Linked DNA regions of Arachis hypogaea: region 2 is linked to region 1. Evidence: chromatin contacts called from public Hi-C data. All regions are on one chromosome and are shown on one strand. Each heading gives the region's core, a stretch centred on a gene start, on an enhancer-like site or on the middle of the called end of the contact. The rest is flanking DNA. Distances are from core to core; before and after follow the strand shown. Region 1 holds the start of LOC112722610 (probable UDP-arabinopyranose mutase 2). Region 2 has its middle 13 kb from the start of LOC112722615.

Region 1 (3,923 bases), core at 643-3,142:
AAAACTTGTTAATATTTAATAACATCCAAACGATTCAGAAAAGACATCATTTAAAAAAAAAAAAAACAATTATAAATAACCATAATTCATTTGGCATAAATAAATCAACTGTGACAAGAAATTCCAAGGACCAGAATCTCACTATCAATTAAAAGACCTAACATACTCAAATAATAAGACAAAACCCAACCGGTAGAATCTCTATATGTAATAAATTAGAAGGGCATGACAATTGAAATCGCTTATTGTTCTAGACTCTGGTCCCCTAAGAAAATAGTAAAATGAAAATAACTATCGCCATATCATTATCCTCTGCCCTGCCTAAAAACTTAAACTAAGCCGCAGAAATCCTAGGCAAAAAGGCTTCAGAACTATAACACTGAGCAAATCTGAGTGATACATTTTACTTTGCAGGACCATTGGGCAAAGCAGCAGCAGATGGGTTAAGTTCATCCCAAGCCTCAATCCATGTGACCATTCCATCTGCAAGCTTGTTGAAGTAATCATCAACCTTTCCAAACTTCTCCTTAAATTGTTTGGAGAGTTCAATGTAGCACTTCTGAACAGTGGTGCAATCCTTCGGAAGAGAGACAGCTTGGAAGAACGGGATAAGATCTTCTTGCCAGAAGATCCCCTTGTACTCCTTCTTGAGGTTCACAAATGGGTTGCTGGCTTTGCTGTGCCAAATGTAGGGTAATCCTGTCTTCACCCCCAATCCCAAATGGTCACATATAACCTGCATCATCAACATACACACTAATTACCCCAAAATTTGACATCACAACTATACATTAGATTCTAACATTCTACAAAAAGAATAAGCCAATCAATGAATCATAAGTGTATACCTTTGTGCACCAACCAGCCCACATATCGTCGTAGCGTCCAATGGGTTGTCCATCACCCATAAGACCAAAGTACATTGCCGGACCAATCAGCTCGCGATCGAATGCCAAATTCATACCACACATGGGAAACAGGGTTCCCTTTGGAATTGTCAAAACTGCATCCACATACCTAGTGTTCCTTTCCATAGGCTTCACAAGCTGAGTTGGAGCGTCGTAATCAGGAATGTTGAGCCAGAGGCCATGAGACACCGCCGTGGGGGCACCCTCCCGGAGGCTAAAGGGATATCCGCGAACGAAATCAGCGCCTTCTGCATACGGATCATAGAGAGTGTTGAAGAAGAATGGTGTTGAAGGACTCAGAAGATTCTTAATGTGCTGCTGCAGAGCATTGATTTCTTTCCCAGATGGATCCTTCGCAACCTGAATCAACAACACACGTTAGTCAAAAACAGATCTCAACGAAAGTCAAAGTATCTTGACAGATCGTTGACCAAATATTCCAGATCTAGAGAATTGAGAAGAGAATAGAGAAGTTACGAAGCAATCATCGTCGATGGTGTAGATGTACTTCTTCTTTGAAACCATGAACCCGAAGCAGCGACAAGCGGAGTCCTTGAAGGAGATGCAGGAGGCCTTAGGGCCTAAGATGCGGTTGATGTCGAGGCGGTTGTAAAGCTCGTAATCGAAACCTTCAGGGACGTTGATCTTCTTAGAAGGATCACCGTCTTGGATGATGATGAGGTGGTAGGGTTGGAAGAACGGGCGCCACATCTCAAGGAAGTCCAGGTTCCTGATGGTTGGGATCACGATGTCAAGTTCGTCCTTCAGGAGTGGTGTCGGTAACACTGACGACGCCATTCTCAAATTTCTGAGAGATCAGATCGGAGACACAGAGGGAGAGAGAAGAGAAGAGAAGAGAAGAGAGGGTGTGTGTGAGGAACACAGGGAGGGGTTTGAGGGGTTTTTGTATTTGAAAAACCAGCTGCCCTTGTGGACACGTGCCTCCACGCGGATTCATGTGTCACTGTGTTACAGATCTCGTTCACTTTTTCTTTCTTTTTTTTTTAAATTATTTAAAGAATGCATTTAATTTATATTTATATAAAATAATTTTATATTTATTATATATATAAATATCAAACAATAGTATAAAATTAGTGTTTTGGGGAATATAAATCTTTTAAAATGATGTCAATTTTATACTGATATTATATTATAGATTATAGCAAAAAAAAGTCATAAAACAAAAATTTTTGTCGACTAAAAAAATCATAGTCTTTTTATATTAAAAAAAATAGATAATCGACATTTTAATTATATATAAAGTGAAAAATTTAGAGAGAAATAAGAAGGGAAGAGAGGTAAACAAGAGGAATGAGAAAAAAATTATTAATTTTAGAACAAATATTTTATCTCAATTTTAATTAAACAGTGTCATGTGACATATTTTAGTTGTTAAACAGTAATATAATATAGTTATATTTTTATTTTAATTTTAATATTTTAATTTTAATTTTAATTTTAATTGTAATTAGAGAATGTTATATTGCATATTTTGATTGTTAAATTTGTAATGAGCCATTGATAATGATATATAAGAGAGATATAGTAAGTGGAGAAATAACAAAGATAGAGAGAGAAATTAAAGAGAGAAAGAGGAGAAAAAAAATCATTAATTTTGGAGAAAAATATTTGATTTTAATCGTAATAAAAGAGTGACATATAACATATTTTTGTTATAAAATTAGTAATATATAATAAATAAATAAATAATAATACATTAATTGCACCTTTAAAAAAACAGTGTCATGTGACATATTTTAGTTGTTAAATAGTAATATAATATAGTTATATTTTAATTTTAATTTTAATATTTCAATTTTAATTGTAATTAAGAAATGTCATATTGCATATTTTGATTGTTAAATTTGTAATTAGCCATTAATACTAATATATAAAAGAGATAGAGTATGTGGAGAAATAATAAAGATAGAGAGAGAAATTAAAGAGAGAAAGAGAAGAAAAGAACTCATTAATTTTGGAAAAAAATATTAGATTTCAATCGTAATGAGAGAGTGATATGTGACATATTTTGGTTATAAAATTAGTAATATATAATAAATAAATCAATAATACATTAATTATACCTTTAATAAAACAGTGTCATATAACATATTTTAGTTGTTAAATAGTAATATAATATAGTTATATTTTAATTTTAATTTCAATATTTCAATTTTAATTTTAATTATAATTAAAAAATGTCATATTGCATATTTTGATTGTTAAATTTGTAATTAGCCATTAAATCAATAATAATGATATATAAAAGAAATAGAGTAGGTGGAGAAATAATAAAGATAGAGAGAGAAAGAGGAAAAAAGACCTTATTAATTTTGGAGAAAAAGATTTGATTTCAATCGTAATGAGAGAGTGACATGTGACACATTTTGGTTATAAAATTAGTAATATATAATAAATAAATAAATAATAATACATTAATTACACCTTTAATAAAACGGTGTCATGTGACATATTTTAGTTATTAAATAGTAATATAATATAGTTATATTTTAATTTTAATTTCAATATTTTAATTTTAATTGTAATTAAAAAATGTCATATTGCATATTTTGATTGTTAAATTTTTAATTAGTCATTGATAATGATATATAAGAGAGATAGAGTAGGTGGAGAAATAATAAAGATAAAGAGAGAAATTAAAGAGAGAAAGAGGAGAAAAGAATTCATTAATTTTGGAGAAAAAGATTTAATTTCAATTGTAATGAGAGAGTGATATGTGACACATTTTTGTTATAAAATTATTAGTATATAATAAATAAATAATAATACATTAATTACACCTTTAATAAAACAGTATCGTGTGACATATTTTAGTTGTTAAATAGTAATATAATATAGTTATATTTTAATTTTAATTTCAATATTTCAATTTCAATTTTAATTGTAATTAAAGAATGTCATATTGCATATTTTCATTGTTAAAGTTGTAATTAGCCATTGATAATGATATATAAGAGAGATAGAGTAGGTGGAGAAATAACAAAGATAGAG
Region 2 (3,923 bases), core at 536-3,035, 210 kb before region 1:
CCGTAAATGTGTAATTTTTTGGGCCATGATTCCTTTTGGATGATTTTAATGAAATTTTATCTTCAGATAAATGTAACGGAGATTTTTTTCCTATCCATAGGAAAAATTTTTTTGCTTCAACCTTGGATAATTGTGGTTTCTTTGATTTAAAATCTACTGGCAAGAGATTTTCTTGGTACAAAAAGTATAAAATGGTAGAGATCTAGCTAACAAACTAGATAGGACTATTATCAATGAGGAGTGATTAACTATGTTTTTGGAGGCCTATTCAAAGATTTTTAGCAAACTTTATTCAGATCATTGTCCATATTTAGTTCGGTGTCATGGGGCCTAAGCCGAAAAGGTCACATCCTTTTAGGTATTAAGTTACTTAGGCAACTCGTCCGTCCTATAAGCATTTATTTATAATGCTTGGGATAATTAGCCTGGTAGTATTTATGCTAAGTTGAGCTTGATTAAAAAAAAAATCTTCTTTTGTTTAATTCAAAAGTCTCTAGTAATATTTTTTGTCTAGAAAATACAACTTGAAAGACAAATTTATTCTATTCAGAAGAGATTGGAGGTGATTAACATTTTACTTCTCAAGAATAAAGAGATTGATCATAGAAAAGAATATAACAAATTTTTGCTTCAAGAAGAATTATTTTAGTATCAGATATCTAAAGAATAGTGGATAAAATATAGTAATAGAAATACTAGATTCTTCCAATTAATAATAATAATAATAATAATAATAATAATAATAATAATATTCATGGGCTTTTTATAGAAGATGGTACTCGATCAATTGATTTGGAAGTCTTTCAAAGAGAGATTTTTTCTTTTTATAAGAACTTGTTTGGCTCTGTTGAGGAGATGAAAGTTGATTATTTAAGCTACGTTCCTATGTTTACTTTGAGCACTATAGCTTGTGATAGATTAACTGAAGCAGTAACTTTAGAGGAAGTGAATGTTGTAGTTTTTAGTATGAGCTCTTTTAAAATTCTTAAATCAGATGGCCTTCAAGCTTTTTTTTTAAGGAATATTGGAAAATTGTTGGGACTGAAATGTAGAAAATTGTTAAAAGTGTGTTTGTTGGCAATCCTTTAAATCTTAATATAATAGAGACTCTCGTTGTTCTAATTCCTAAAGTGGACACACCTACTCATATGAAAGATTTAAAGTCTATTAGCTTGTGTAATGTTTAAAAAATTATCACTAAAGTATTGGTTAATCATTTTCGTATTTTCTTCATTGAGACTGTGAGTATTTTATAGGGTAGTTTTATTCCAGGTCAGAGTGCTTCTGAAAATATTATTGTGTCACAAGAGATTATACATTTTATGAAGCATACAAAATCCTCTAAAAGTACTCTTGTTTTTAAATTTGATCTTGAAAAAATTTATAATAGGGTTGATTGGAGATTTTTGGAGCATACCCTTATTGCTTTTGGGTTTCTTATGGTCATGGTTAGACTTATTGTTAATTGTGTGAGAGTATATTCTCTTTCTATTCTTTAAAATGCTAACAGGTTAGACATTTTTTCTCTTAAAAGAGGTTTGAGATAGGATGATCCTATGTCACGTTATTTGTTTGTTCTATGCGTGAAAAGACTTGCTTGTTTTATTTCTTAGCAGGTGGATGAAGGTGTATAGAAGTTAGTTTCTGTCTTTAAAAGTAGGCCAAAATTTTTTTATTTGATGGTCGTTGATGACTTATTATTATTTTATAAGGCCACCAAGGATCAGGTCTAGATTGTGATACACTCTCTCAGTCTTTTTTGTAAAGTTTCTTATATGAAAGTCAATCTTGATAAATAAAAAATTCTTTCTTCTAAAAATGTAGCAGCTAGACAGAGAGATATTTTCATTATCTAGGTCTCTTCTATCCATTTTTATTTTGGACCTAGAAAAGTATCTAAGAGTGAATCTGAATCATTCTCGAGATAATATAGCACACTATACAAAAAATGGCAGATTGCGGCGGTTAACAAAAACCGCCGCCAAATAAAATATTGCGGCAGTTGATACGGTAGATAAAAAGAGGGCTGCCAATTGTTTGGTATTTTGCGGCGGTTTTGGTATAACCGTCGCAAAATACATCTAACTCTTTTTTAAAAAAAAAAAAATAACCAGGTATGATCTACTTACATTCTCATTACTTTATTTGAGAAATATGTTTAAATCACTGTTACTTAAATCATTATACTATTTTTGTATTTGTTTTACGAAAAAAATTTAATCACTTACAAAAATATATTTTAATTAAGGTAATCAACCTAAGAGCTAAAATAAAAGAGGCAAACAAAGTTCAATCAACCATTAAATTCTAAAATTTTTTATTTTAATTAATTTCAAATAAATTAAAGTTGAAAAAACAGACAAAATAATGAAAAAAAAAAAGAACATAGTTATCAGAACCGAACCAGTAATTGACCCAGTCATATAACTAGATTATCGGGTTACTGATTCAAATGATGAATCACAGATCGAACTGATCGACCCACTCATAATTAAATATGAATATAAAAAATAAATATTTATTTAAATTAAATTTAATTAAATTATGTATAAATTATAATAAGACATAATATATATATTATGATCCATGCCTTTATATATATGTAATATATAAGGGCAAAATGCACAATTAAACTAAATGGAGGACCAAATTACACAATTCTACCAAATTGAAAAATATTATCAGGATCTCCCAAAAGCACATTCTTATGTAATTCGAATCAGTCTCATTTGAATTAGACAAACCAACACTAATTCAAATTAGTCCTATTCGAATTAGTAGTGATGCTTGTAATTTAAATTTGTCCAATTCGAATTATACTTGCATGTAGTCTTAGGGTAGTTCGAATTAGGGTGATTCGAATTATGCATGTTAGGACGTCCTTATTAATTTGAATGGGTCTGTTTCGAATTAATTTTGGACCATAATAAATCAAATTAATTTACAACTATTTATATATAATCCAAGCGTATGTAAAGAGTACATTTAATAATACCTATAATGAATACAACAAAGAGTACATTCAATAATAAATAAAAAAATAATAATTATAAATATTTTTTATAAATTATTAAAAATCAAACATTTTCTAAAAATAATAATTATAAATATTTTTTATAAAATATTAAAAATAATAATTAAAAATATTTTCTACAAGTCATTAAAAATTCAAAACTTTATAATTTTACCAAAATTATAATTTTAAATTTTAAATTTTTTGTTTTAATGATTTGTTGAGCATTTATTAAAATAAAAAATTTAAAATTTTTTTTAATAACAATCTTAACTTGTATTCGTAGATATAAGAATTCATAATAACTAAATTCAAAATTAATTAATATTTTATCAAAATTAAATACTAAATAGAATAAAAATATTTTTATATGAAAACCAATCAATTATCTGTATATTATCGTGGTTAATAGATTCAATAATGCTGACTAACAAATATAATATTTTTGCCAAATATTTCACTAATTTTAAATATTAAAGACTAAATTCTAAATCTTAATAAATATTTTTAGAAAATATTTGATTTTTAATAATTTATAAAAAATATTTATAATTATTATTTTTTTATTTATGATTGAATGTACTCTTTATTGAATTCATTATGGATATTATTAAATATACTCTTTATTATACTCTTTATATACGCTTGGATCATATATAAATAGATGTAAATTAATTCGATCTACTATGGTCCAAAATTAATTCGAAGCAGACCCATTCGAATTACTAGGGACGTCCTAGCGTGCATAATTCGAATCACACTGATTCGAACTACCCTAAGACTACATGCAAGCATAATTCAAATTGGACAAATTCGAATTACAAGAATTACTACTAATTCGAATAGGACTAATTCGAATTAGTGTTGGTTTTACTAATTCGAATGAGACTAATTCGAATTACATAAGAAT

The links. Hi-C and Micro-C count contacts between places; a contact is called where the count stands out from the background.
Region 2: a contact with region 1 is called in a Hi-C map of an unstated tissue, with 4 times the contacts expected there. The contact joins the enhancer-like site here to the promoter of LOC112722610 in region 1. A contact is called at or near these places in 3 of 8 Hi-C or Micro-C datasets (leaf and an unstated tissue).

The regions. Positions count from the first base shown.
Region 1 is chr11:129,929,583-129,933,505 of arahy.Tifrunner.gnm2.J5K5, reverse strand. LOC112722610 (probable UDP-arabinopyranose mutase 2) reads right to left here and starts at 1,892. Exons shown (of 3, transcript XM_025773703.3): 1 at 1,386-1,892; 2 at 849-1,268; 3 at 70-736. The coding sequence starts at 1,706. The coding sequence ends at 404.
Region 2 is chr11:130,138,898-130,142,820 of arahy.Tifrunner.gnm2.J5K5, reverse strand. No RefSeq gene overlaps it. Among protein-coding and RNA genes, the nearest start is that of LOC112722615, 13 kb to the right of the region's middle. Within about 2 kb of position 1,785, at least 1 of the 3 cell types and tissues checked has open chromatin away from gene starts, as enhancers often do.